2 separate regions of the Gossypium arboreum genome follow, and region 2 is linked to region 1. Evidence: chromatin contacts called from public Hi-C data. All regions are on one chromosome and are shown on one strand. Each heading gives the region's core, a stretch centred on a gene start, on an enhancer-like site or on the middle of the called end of the contact. The rest is flanking DNA. Distances are from core to core; before and after follow the strand shown.

Evidence for each region. A called contact is a pair of places that touch in the nucleus more often than the background predicts.
Region 2: a contact with region 1 is called in a Hi-C map of leaf, with 2.2 times the contacts expected there. The contact joins the promoter of LOC108471302 here to the enhancer-like site in region 1. A contact is called at or near these places in 2 of 5 Hi-C or Micro-C datasets (both in leaf).

The regions. Positions count from the first base shown.
Region 1 is chr7:49,569,395-49,576,025 of ASM2569848v2, reverse strand. LOC108489294 reads right to left here. Exons shown (of 16, transcript XM_053030721.1): 10 at 6,605-6,631; 11 at 5,531-5,651; 12 at 5,239-5,419; 13 at 4,127-4,264; 14 at 3,944-4,056; 15 at 3,433-3,516; 16 at 3,151-3,327. The coding sequence ends at 3,311. Among protein-coding and RNA genes, the nearest start is that of LOC128295353, 15 kb to the right of the region's middle. Within about 2 kb of position 2,410, at least 2 of the 2 cell types and tissues checked have an H3K27ac peak or open chromatin away from gene starts, as enhancers often do. A contact at or near this core is called in leaf, where this site is marked.
Region 2 is chr7:49,742,022-49,748,652 of ASM2569848v2, reverse strand. It overlaps LOC108471302 (protein NRT1/ PTR FAMILY 6.4-like), which reads left to right and starts at 3,189. Exons shown (of 5, transcript XM_017772963.2): 1 at 3,189-3,318; 2 at 3,423-3,543; 3 at 3,639-3,856; 4 at 3,970-4,517; 5 at 5,263-6,372. The coding sequence starts at 3,316. The coding sequence ends at 6,160. LOC128295254 (a long non-coding RNA gene) reads right to left here. Exons shown (of 3, transcript XR_008285600.1): 3 at 2,785-3,836.

The DNA of each region.
Region 1 (6,631 bases), core at 1,161-3,660:
TTGTGCTCCTCAAAAGGTCGTTTAAGTGTGTGTATCTTGCAATGACCTTTGTTCAAATGTCTTTCCTAACAAATCCATGAATAATAGAATATTTTTGGGCATTGGAAACAACATGTTCATGCAGATTTTTTACAAATATGGCATCTATTCTTTGCCCAAGGTTTATCATTCTCCTTTGTGCAAACCATTTTAAGAATTTGAAAGTAAAAGTACTCAAACAGAAAATTGATCAAATAAAATCAAGCCTCACCATTATGCACTCACCATAAAAATAAACAACTCGAGACAAAAGAAAAAAATTAAGATTTTCTCTCTTGTAACTTTTAAAGATTAATCAAACTAAAAAATATTTGAAAATATGGGTGATCACGCTCTAACAAATCTGACCTAATGCTTTAAAAAGCAAAAGAAAAACTTGACCCCAAGGGAAGTAAGTTACTCGAAGAAAGGAGAGGCAACTCTTTTTATATTTATTAATACAAGAAGGAAAAATGTGTCAGAATGTATAATAGAATAAAGGAAAGCTAAAAACAAAAGAAAACCTAAGGCTAGAATCAAAGAAAATAAACTACCCAGCAAAAAACTCGAATCGAAACAATGGAAAACAACTTGGATTTTTTGTTCAAGGTGTTTCTGATGTGCTAAAATCACAAAAATTAAATTGGAGCCTCTTTATATGATAAATATAAGATCTGGAAATTTTGGGCACAAAATTCAACCCACAAATGTTTTTTTTTTAATTTTTTTAATTTTTTTTTACTTTTCTTTATTTTTTCAATTTTTTTGTGGGAAATATTTTTTTTCAATTTAATAAACTTCCAAGAAATAGTAAACAAAATTTCAGATCAATTTGAATTCGTTTACCCACTGAAATCAATATTTTTCAAAAAAAAAAATTAAAGGTAAAGACAATTTTTAGAGGCTGTTCAAGCAAAATCGGCCAAAACATTGTATTTAGCATAATGAAACAACTCAAAAACACTCAAATTTGATCAATAAGAAATTCAAGTTGTTTTCTTTATTTAGTTATTATGTTGAATATTTATCCTTATTTTTATTTTTTAAAATTTTCTTTGTTTTTCTTATTTTTCTAAATCTGTTTGTCTTTTTTCTTTTCAAGTGTGATCCAAATATTTCTTTCTCGAGTCGAACAACTTGAATACAATCTTCTTCTGCTTTCTCCTGGATCAACTTACTAAGCTCCTATGAAGCTTAACTTGTTTTCAAATGCGTAGATTGCAGAAAGTGTTTGTGCAAAAAAAAAGGTTGAGCATGGTTTGTCAAATCACAACTCATCAATAAGGTAAGAATTGAGAACCATGGATTTTGTGTCTTTGAATTAGTGTGGCATGTACCTAGGTATCCAGTAAGTAGGAAAGTGATAGATAGTTAGGGAACTGGCACAAAGTTGAGTTTTGTTTAAATGGAGAGGTTTTGAACCTTTGTGGTACATTAGATGGAGATTGAACATGGATGATGTAAAAGTTGAACGTCGACAATGACAATATAAAACGATCGCAAAGCAAAAAGAAAGAAAGATAAGAACACACAGATTTCACGTGGAAACCCTTTCGGGAGAAAAACCATTGATAGTGGAGAAGAAAATTCACTAATGTTAAATTTGAATGATACAAGAGGAGTTTAGACTACATCTATTTATAGGTTGAAAAACCTTATTATAATCAATGTCAAATAGAAGCAATGTAGTAAGGTTGAAACACCTTATTCTAATCAATATCAAACAGAATAAGTGTACTTTTATACAGATTTCACTTGTACAGCTTGTACCGTATCGTGAGGGCACACCCTCGGTTACGACCCCAGTCTAATTTTATACTTAATGGAGATTTGCGGCGGCTATGGCCCTCGACCTTTGCCCCCACAGATCCCCTTATTTTGCCATTATTTTTTTTAACAAGAAGTTGGGTCATACAACTCTAATAGATGAATTGCATGATGTTTACAAAGATAATTAGGAGTATTTTAAGGTCAAAGAATGATTGAGAATGATTGGGATTAATTGGAGTAAGTTATGACACTTTTTGAGGTATTTTTAAGCTTGATTTTAGCTTCCATACACCCAAATTTTGATACTTAGAGGGCTTGTATTGATAAAGCTCAAACATAATGTAAAAATGAATAGTATCAAGGTCAAGGTACCGATAAATTGGGGCATGCGTCAATACCTCTACCTTGTTTTCTTAATTTATGTTGTTTTTTACATCAAGGGGTCTCTGAATGATCTCTGGTTGCAACCAGATTACATATTCAGTTTAGAAATTATTGAAGAAGCCTTAAATAGCTTCAAATGAGTCTAAAAGATGAGTAGAACATGAGTGATGTGTTTGGTACGTAAATGTAGCATTTCTTACATGGTAAGGGGGTGTTACAATCGTCGTAACGGTAGAAGTGGTTGCGAAGGACCAATTCTCAAAAGATTTTGGCATTATCCAATGGTAACTGATTAGTAAACCAAACTGGTGGCATCTTAGAGAAAACACACCGATGAGTTGAAGTTGACTTTTTTAGTTGATTAGTTGTTCCAGAACTTAGTCATTAGATAGGATTTGGGCTAAAACTTGCTATCGACTAACAAGGATCGTAAGTGGTTGGTCTGGATCCAAATATATACGTGGTCAAAGCTAAAATTAAGTTAAATTTTAACATATGTAATAAAGCTTTAAGTTGCCCCTTAATTGCCCAAATCTAGTCTGATCTAGTCTTTTTAGCTAATGCAATGTTTCTTATTCGCTAGGAATGTTGGCAAGTCACACTATGCATAGCTTTTGAGTCGGATAAAAGCTAGAGGTGATTCCTCTACGTGCCACGTGACATTGTTCTTACTAGCATAGCATTTATGTTTTGTACTTTATAAAGCCTAAGCTCATGTGATCTTTGTACCAGTTGGAACTTGAGCTCTTTTGGGCCTTGTTACAGGCCTTAGCCCATTTGGCCTGGATATAACAATAATGAATAATAAAAATTTTCAGTGATTAAAAATATTTCCAAATGAATGCTTTTATATATAAATCTCTCTCTCTCTACATATATATATAAACTAGTTTTTAAATTCTTATCTAAGTTTGTTTTTCCTTTTTCTGACGTAAAAGATTGTAGTAAAAATTTGCAAATGCTTGAACTCAAAATCCATACCCAGTAAATGGTACTTCTTGAAATAATTTCATCACCAAGTTAAGCTTTGAGTAATATTCTTGTTCTTACAATTCTTCAGATTCAGAGTAATTTTATAGTTCTACAATAAAAGCCAATATCAAACTACAATACAGTGCTCCTTGAGCCCTAGGAAGCTTTATCTACATATGGCTTCTGCTCAAAATTTACTTAGTGTAAATAACGAAGTACATAAGACAAAAAAGAAAGGAAAAAGAATCTACATTTTGAAGTAGATGTTGAAGAACATTGTCGCCATACCTTTTCCAGCAGCACTCATCTTTCCATAAAACTTATTCAGACATCGCTTCAGCTTCTCCATCCACAAAACCAGAGTCGTTACCCCTGAAAATGTTAAAATGTTCCAATCATTCAGGTACCTTTTTTTTTATTACCTGACATACCTACATATCAGAACTTATGAGAAGAAAAAACCTTACCTATAGTAAGCCTTAGAAGAATGTATTCTATATTTCCTATCAATCTGGTATATAGGGCCAATGATGTCAAATCTGAACACACGAGGATAAAGTAATCGTATTCCTTAAATTGTAAATTAAAACAAAATATGCGACCACAAAATCAGTTCCTTCCAAGAATACCGACGTTAACTGCTCATGAATATAAAAATCTCTTTCTTACTATACACTCGTAAATGTACAAACACAACAACAGATGCATCCATTAAAAGCTCTCCCTGGCTTGGCCAGATAACAACTGATTTAGAATAAAATTAAAGGAAAAAAAAAAAGGGTTTAGAAGAACTGTTTACCAGAGCATGGATTCGACTTCAGAGAGAGACCAAGTGAGGCATATTTTCCATAGGTTAGCAACCTCACCCATTTTGAAGCACCAAGCTTGCTTACTGTAGATCTCAGTAATTCACTAAAACAGAAAAGACCAAAATGAGATTAGGAGCTATTGAACTCCAAATAGGCTACTGAATTTATCTTACTCTGTCCGCAATATTATGAGAAAGTTGGAAGGAAGAGATTCCATAAACGAAGATATGTCCTCCATCTCTAGAGCCTTTAAATGTTGTTTCATCTTCTTTTGCTCTTCAACCAACATTCCCTTCCCAATGCCAGATTTACTGCCAATCAGATTACAGAAGGGATAATTAGATTGGTATCATAATTGTTATAATATAATAGTCAGTAAACTGAACCTTCAATCTATCCAGTCAACACCTCTCCCAAAACAAAAAACACAGAAGGAAAAATGGAAGATGCCTCACCATATCAGGGGGATAGGAACCTACAGAAAGATTTATGCTTCTAGTTATCATTTAAATGAATACTACTAAACATGTGTTTGGAAAGCCACCTGTAATTGAATTTGAGTGCAATTGTGTATAATTATATGCGTGACAAGTGTGGGTAATCATTATAATTATTAAGTCCCACTGAATTAAATATAAACATAAACGTAGCACCCCAGTTACTTGCCCCAAGAACTCTTATAATTATAAGAAATTCTAATTCTCTACAAGTGTTTGGTTGACAAAGTATAATTATAACTTAAGAAATAAAACAAAAAAAGACCAAAATATAAAGGTGATACACGGTTTCTTTATGCTTAATTTAAAGACAAATAACTACAAATTTCTTCAAATAATCAAGTTTTGATAAGTGGATTACTATCTCAACGAGAAATTTCTTTAAGGGACTAAAAAATCTCTTCGAACAGACTAGCTTGTGCTGCAATAAACCAATAATCAATTATTAGTACTGCAACACTTGAGCTCGGGTGCTGCAAATTATGATCCTCCCAAAAATGTAATATCTGTTTGTCTTAGAAAAATGACCAGCCTGAAAAATATATCTATGATTTCCAATATCATATGAAGTATAGTAATCATGAAAGTTACATTTGCCAAGTGCTATTATCAAAGATGACAATTCCATAATCTATAGCAAATTATAAACTTCTTCCAACTATTGTTTCGATTCAAATTCTTAATGGAAAACCTTATCAGCATCCTACTTAATGATCATAAAAACTAACAATCCTTGACAAATAGCAAGATTAAAGAAAAGAAATTAGAAAAGAAGAAATGTAGATCACCTATCTATAGTCCTTCCAGAGAAAATGATGGGCAAGTATCTGTAGTACTTCCCAACACCAAACCGTTCAGCTAAATGCTGTATCTTTCTTGAGTCTAAAAGAATCAAAGCCTTCCAAAGCTGACAATATTCAAGCCTAAACTCTTCATCCAATTTTTTGCAGATTCCATGGTCCAAAAGAACTGCATTTTCAATCTTCTCATCATAAAGGTAAGTTCCACAATGACATCCTCACATGATTAGTAATGTTCATCTTAGATAGAAAATAATAGAAGTGAACAATCAGGACATACCCAAAGAAAAGCCACCCTGACCTTCTATAGACACCAATATATTACCAGGGTGTGGATCTCCATGCAAGAAACCGTGAATGAATATCATTTCAGCAAACACTTCCAACAACTTTTTTGCAACCTTCAAAACAAACCAAATGAAGGCAACTCAAGCACAACTACCTCATTACAATAGAATGAATATTCTGTAAATCTCCTACTCAAATTACACAGAAGGACTCGATTCCTTGGCTGTCAAACATGTTGGATGTCATAGACAAGAAATTCAGTTAACAAAAGAAGAGCAAAGGAAATGCCCAGAAAATTCACCAATGAAAGTTGAAATTCGAAGTAAGGAAAAAAAAAATGAATAAAGCACCAGCAAATTCAGGAATAAACACAGAAAAGGGGGGGAAATCAGCAGAAAATGCCAAAATCAAACTCCCAAAAAGCCAACTTTGGATTTGCTACTTTGTCACTAGACCTATCCAATGGTCAGGTAGCCCACACAGCCCGTTTGGCTCAGACAGACTTGGGCGGGGCTTCAACAAGAATTTTTCACATCAGGTTGGTGTGGCCTGGCCCGAATTCAATTTAAATAATAAAAAATTTTAAAATTTAAAATTAATTATAAAAATATAAATATCAAATAAAATATATTTTTTATATTTTATTAATTTTTTAATAGTAAAATGAGCTTTTTGGGCAGGCCAGGCTAGGTCGAAAACCGGCTTGGGCTTGAAATTCTTTTTAAACCGGCCTCAGTCTAGCCCATTGACACCTCTACATGTGACAAGAAGGGTAGAAAACAGATAAGTGCATATATTTTCTTGAATGGCATGTGTATTAGAAATTAGAAGGCTAGGATTTATACACAACCAGAGACTATAAACTAAGAAACAATAAATAAATTCTCTAGATTAGCACTAAAACCAAGGGTAAAATGATTCCCAAAATCACTATAATTGAAACATAATGTCCTAAATGACTAACTGATATTTTCCACACTAAAATCACTCTAATTGCTATTTTCCACATCACTATCATAAGAAAATTTTAGAAACATTTCTCAAAAAAGAAAAAGTAAGAAGAAACCTTCTCAGGATTTATTTTCATTCCCTT
Region 2 (6,631 bases), core at 1,940-4,439, 170 kb before region 1:
CTTTGTCTGCAATCCAGTTGTGCCTCACGAATACGGTATTGCAGAAGGTATTGATGGTAAGTCCTCATCTGCCTTGTGGAAAAGGTTAGAAACTCTTTATGAGACTAAGTCTCTAGCTAACCTTTAGTGTTGAAATAACGTCTATTTACGTTTCGCATGAATGAATGTGAGCTTCTTAGAAATCACATCAGTCAATTCATTACTCTTTTAAATGATTTAAAGAACGTTGAGGTTTATATTGATGATGAAGATTAAGCTATGCTATTATTGTGCTCTTTACCTCTTTCATACAAGTCTTTCAGGGAGATCCTGATTTATAGCAAAGACAAACTCGACAATGAGCTTCATTTGGATAGCAAGAAAGATAGACAAGCTTCCGTTTTGGTAGCATCAAATAAACGAGACAAAAGGTGTCGCTATTGTAAAAAGTTAGGTCACGTCAAAGTATATTGTTATAAACTGCGAAATAAAAGAGATGCTGAGAGTAACGAGGAAGATGTAGCTGGTGCTAATTTGGTTAATGAAAATGGTGATGATTTCTTGTTAGTGTCAACAAGCAATAACTCTAAGCTCACGTCCGAGTGGATCCTAGATTCAGGATGTTCTTTCCATATGTGTCCCAATAGAGAATAGTTCTCCACATACAATTTGGTTGAAGGTAGAGTTGTGCACATGGGAAATAATTCATCTAGTAAGGTAATTAGTATTGGTACTGTTAAAATTAAGATGCACGATGGGACGATTAGGACACTTTCAGATGTCAGGTATGTACCTGATTTATGAAAGAATCTCATCTCCTTGAGTATTTTAGACTTGAAAGGATGCAGAATTAACATCGAGTCAAGCGGCATTAAAGTATCTCGTAGAGCTCTCGTTTTTTTAAAAGGTAAAAGAACCGGTAGTCTTTATATTCTGGAAGGTTCTACAGTGACTGATGAAATCGGACGTCCCTCGATAGAGCGGAGGCAACTTGGTCATAGAAGGGAAAAAGGTATGACCATTTCGTTGAAGAGAGGTTCTCTTTTGGATACAGGTTTTGAAAATTTAAGGCATTGTGTTCGTGAAAATCAGACCCGATTTAGTTTTGATTTCACAGTGTACAAGTCGAAGGCTAGAAGTCTTCCAGTTTCTAAGCACAAATTCGACTCAGTTAATTCCCTGCATAATTCAAGATAGGCTCGTGGCGGCTTTCGAAAAGATGGCGTTGTGAAAATATGAGTCAAGGTGGAGATTTGTTAAATATGACTCCTATTTTCGGTCAATTTTGAAAAATAACCTTTCAGTTAAACTCTGTTTACTTGTTTCATCAAACACTGATTAGTTTAGATTATTTTATTATTATTTGACCTATGAATTTAGCCTATAAATAGGTTATTTTAAAACCTTAGAAAGATATACCCATTAGAGATTAGAACTGATAACACATTTAGAGAATTTCGTGTTTACGTTTTGAGGGTTCTTTATTTTCGGGTTTTTGAGGTTTAGTCTTTATCTCCATCTTTTGTACTCTTCGTTCTTTTGCCATTATAGTAAAGTTATCTTTGTCCGTGGTTTTTTATCCTCTTTGGAAGGGTTTTTTCACGTTAAATTTGTGTGTTTAATTTCTTAATTTATTCTGCTATTTTTCTTGTTCGTTGCTTAATCGGGTCAATCCTAACATATTTTTATAATATTTTATTTTTAAATCGTTTTTATAATTTGTTATCAATTTTTTTAATATTTTTATTTTATTTTGAAATATTTTTAGAATTATAACTAAATTAACAAATTTTGTAAATGTTGAGAGCTAAATTTTTGAATTTTTTGCAAAATAGAATTGAAATAATAAATTTTTAAACATTGAGGTTTTTAATTTTTTAGATTTAAGATCTAATTGAGTGAATGTGTAAATATTAAATGGCTATGTGTTAATAAAAGATCCACATTAGAATTACGTTAGAGGTGTTCATGGGTCGAGTTTGGGTTGGGTTTAAGTATGATATTAACATACTTTATGTTTGTCCAAGTCTGGCCCAACTTGAAATCTGAGTCTAAAATTTTGCCCAAACCCACTCATATTTGCTAAAAATTAACTCAAACTAATTTTAGGTCTGCTCATATTATTTTAAATTTTTTAAAAAATATTTATATTATATTATTTTAATATATAATAATTTTATACATTTTTTATTTATTAAAAACTTGTATATAGTCATCTTAACATTGTTTTAATGTTTACATTAGAGTAGTATTATATATTTAATATAGATTTATTTTTTTAATGTGTTCTAAATTACATAATATATAAAAATAACATAATATAAAATATTATAAACTTAAAAGCAGTTAAAGTGGACTAGGCTCGAACTTTGAATGTTCAAACCCCGAGCTCAGTCCATATTTTAAACAGGCCTAATTTTTTTACCTAAATTCATTTTTTGGGTTTAATATTTTTATCCAAATTCTCTCAAATTTCGAGCAAACCTTTAGGTATAAACAAATAGCCTGACATATGAACAGGTCTAAATTTTGTTATTGAACTAACAACAAAAAAGCGGAAATATAATTAATTTTAAAAAATTGAATGAGGAAATAAATAATAATAATTATATAATAAAAATAGAAGCAAGACTATACTCATAATTTACCATGGTGAATATAACCCTCCAGGGAATATAATGTCAAATATTTGATTCAATTTAAAAAAGTGTATACTTCGAAAATAGTTAAATTAATAACGTGAAAACCTGTAGAAAGGCAAGAAAGATGTATTAAATTGCAGATGTATGCGAGAGGCAACCTCCATTGAACTAAAATTCTTTGTATTTAATAAATCCAATTGATCTTTCCAAGATTCAAAATTTGGTTAAAAGCAAACAAAAATGTGATGGACGGTTGCTAAACACAACATGACGTGACAATCAAACGGTCAAGAGTTTATCATCGACCCTACATGACATGACAACACCATAAATGATGACCCTTGCAATTACAAATTATGATACTAAATGATGACTAACCTGCAAGTTAAATGAAAATGTGAAGGTAAAACTATACACAATCCTCTTAGATGCATCAAGTACACAGGATGATAATAACACCAAAAAGACCACATTGTACAAAAATTTTAAAGCTCTCTCCCGACCACAAGTTGGGGAAACTCAGAAGATACAGCTAGTAAGTACCCAGGCCCATATCATGCATTCCCCACCCCCAATCATGCACTTCTCCCCTGCTGTTTCCCCCTCATAATATATTTGGAGCTAAACATTACTATTTTCCTCCCTCTCTCTCTCTCTCTCTCTCTCTCTCTCTCTCTTGCGCGCAGTTTCAATCATGGTATAGTATACATTCTATAAAATTATTATTAGCATGCTTGAATATAATTGATCATATAATGAATAGTTTCTTTGCTGCCTGGATTTTGCTTTGGATGCTCATAGGTTTTGGTTGGAAGCCATGGTGAGAAAGATGATTCAAATGAGGGAACCGTGGTTGATTTCCGCGGGAATCCGGTGGACAAGTCGAAAACCGGTGGATGGCTCGCTGCAGGGCTCATCTTAGGTGTTTCACGATGAATTTCAGAAGCTTAAAAGTGCGGTGTACCTTGGTCCCCATCTTTCTTCTTTTGCTAATATGAAGGGAAATTTTTGGTGCAGGATCTGAGCTCTCCGAGAGGATATGTGTGATGGGCATATCTATGAATTTGGTGACGTACTTAGTTGGAGATTTGCATATCTCAGCAGCAAAATCCGCAACTATAGTTACCAACTTCATGGGCGCTCTTAATCTGCTTGGTCTCCTCGGAGGTTTCTTAGCCGATGCCAAACTCGGCCGATACTTGACTGTGGCACTCTCTGCATCCATAACTGCTCTGGTAAGGTTTCCCTTACCGATAATAAGAAATAAAAAAGATATCTTTACGTCTACTTCTTTGCAAACAAAGACTTTAATATAACTTTTTTTGGCTGCCATCTCATCTTAACTCAGGGAGTGATTTTATTGACACTGGCTACGACAATTCCCAGCATGAGGCCTCCTTACTGTGATGACTACAGAAGGAAGCATCACGAGTGCATCGAGGCAAACGGCCGGCAACTGGCTTTGCTGTATGCGGCACTGTACACAACAGCACTTGGTGGTGGGGGAATAAAGTCTAATGTCTCGGGTTTTGGGTCGGATCAGTTCGACGTGGCAGACCCCAAGGAGGAGAAGGCTATGATTTTCTTCTTCAATAGGTTCTATTTCGGCATCAGCCTGGGGTCATTGTTTGCGGTGATTGTGCTGGTGTATATACAAGACAATGTAGGAAGAGGGTGGGGATACGGGATTTCAGCAGTAACAATGGTGATTGCGGTAGTGGTTTTGATTTGTGGGACTCCATGGTACAGGTTCAAAAAGCCTCAGGGGAGCCCTTTAACTGTCGTATGGAGGGTTCTATTATTGGCATTGAAGAAGAAAAATCAGCCTTATCCTTCCCACCCTAGCCTCTTGAACGATTACGATAACCGAAAGGTTCCCTACACGCCAAGATTCAAGTAAGTCTGATCCCATTTGGTTTTCATGCCACATCTTTCTTTTCACAACTGTTGCAAATTGCAGAGTTTTGGTTTGATTTTCACTTGCATCAGATTCAAAACCCAAGCTTAAATTTCATTTTTTTTTTCGCAAAACTTTGCTCTGATTCAAGAACATTAAACCATTTTAATTTTAAATTGAGCTAGTGTTAAGTTATTTTTATACAAATTGAAGGATTTTGCTTCATTGTCAGTTCATATGTTGCTCCAACCCCCATATGATTAGATATGGGTTTGAGGATCAAACCTTCCAAGTAGATTATTAAAAAATAAAAATAAACGTATCTATATAAACAGATAATCTAACATTCGTAGCCCAATATGCGTAACATAGTTCATACACAACAGATATTAAAAAGAAAAATAAATGGTAAAAGGTAGGGCCCCGCAAAAAAAAAAAAGGCAGGGAAAGGAAATCTTCCAACTTGATCATGAAATGCAACTAAAATCAGATATCTGACCCTTTCCCATCAGTGTCTAGCCATTCATTTTACCTTAAAACAACTCCCTGCTCCTAACAGCTTCTTTTGTTTCATGCTGAAGATATTCTACCTAATTTTTAGATTTATGCATTAGTAGAAAGAGGAGAATCTGTTCCAAGTTTCCCTGACCATGTTTGCATCAAGAGCCAAAAGAATTAATTGACTAATTACATATTTGCCAGAAAAGTAACCAAATTTGATTTCAACGTGCTTGTGATGACTAGGTTTCTGGACAAGGCTGCAATCCTAGACGACAACTGTGCTGCCAACGCAGAAAAAAATAACCCATGGCTAGTATCAACTGTGACCCATGTGGAAGAAGTAAAAATGGTGATTAAATTACTCCCCATTTGGTCTACGTGTATACTCTTCTGGACAATCTACTCCCAGATGACCACGTTTACAGTTGAGCAAGCCACCATCATGCACCGCAAAATTGGTTCTTTCGTAATCCCCGCAGGATCTTTCTCCGCTTTTCTCATCATCAGCATTCTCCTCTTCACTTCCCTAAATGAAAAACTTTTCGTTCCCTTGGCTCGAAAAATCACCCATAATCCTCAGGGAATCACTAGCCTCCAGAGGATTGGGATTGGACTAGTTTTTTCTGTAGCTGCTATGGTAGGGGCTGCTATTATTGAGAAAGAAAGGAGGGAAATTGCTGTAGAGAAAGAAGTCAAAATAAGTGCTTTTTGGCTACTTGTTCAGTTCTTCCTTGTTGGTGCTGGGGAGGCTTTTGCTTATGTTGGACAACTTGAGTTCTTTATTAGAGAGGCACCAGACCGGATGAAATCCATGAGCACAGGGCTTTTCCTGAGCACCATTTCAATGGGGTTCTTTGTGAGCAGTTTGCTGGTGTCTATCGTCGACCATGTAACCAACAGGAACTGGCTTAGGAATAATTTGAATAAAGGAAAGTTAAATAACTTCTATTGGTTACTTGCAGTCTTAGGATTCTTGAATTTCTTGGTTTTTCTAATCTTTGCATCAAGACATCAGTACAAGATGCAGCTGCCTATAGAGCCCGAGTCTGGAGAGAAGGAACTTAAGGGCTTGAATGGCGAAACCATACAAGACATGGAGAAGAAAGCAAGTCTTCAGGCAGTGGGAGAAGTAGAACCATAGCCTATGTGTACCTTTAAAGGTTGTATGAGTCGTTGGACTGATATAGTATACTCGTTATTTTGGCTTGTTAAAAGGAAGAGGCTCATATCTATCTGTCATGGGTAATTTGTAAGGTGATTATTCCATTGTTCTTTCTTATACTTCTTATTAAGCTGTGCAACATTATAGGGGACATTTTTACTTATCTTGCTCAATAAAGTCGTGTTTAATTAGATCTGATCTTCATTTGTGCTCCCACAAATCTAGAGTTGGATGACACATCATGCATCCACTGTTTCTGACTTCAACGATCAATCAGACATATTGCATTTAACTGCCTAGTAGCCATAGTGAAGCAACTTATGAATGTATATGTAGAAGGATTCCCCGTTCAGAACCAGTTGATGAGTTTAAAAATGTCGGGTTCGAGGAAATTAGCAACCGAAGAGTGAGTCTTTAATGCCAATACATCGAGGAAACATAGCACAGAAC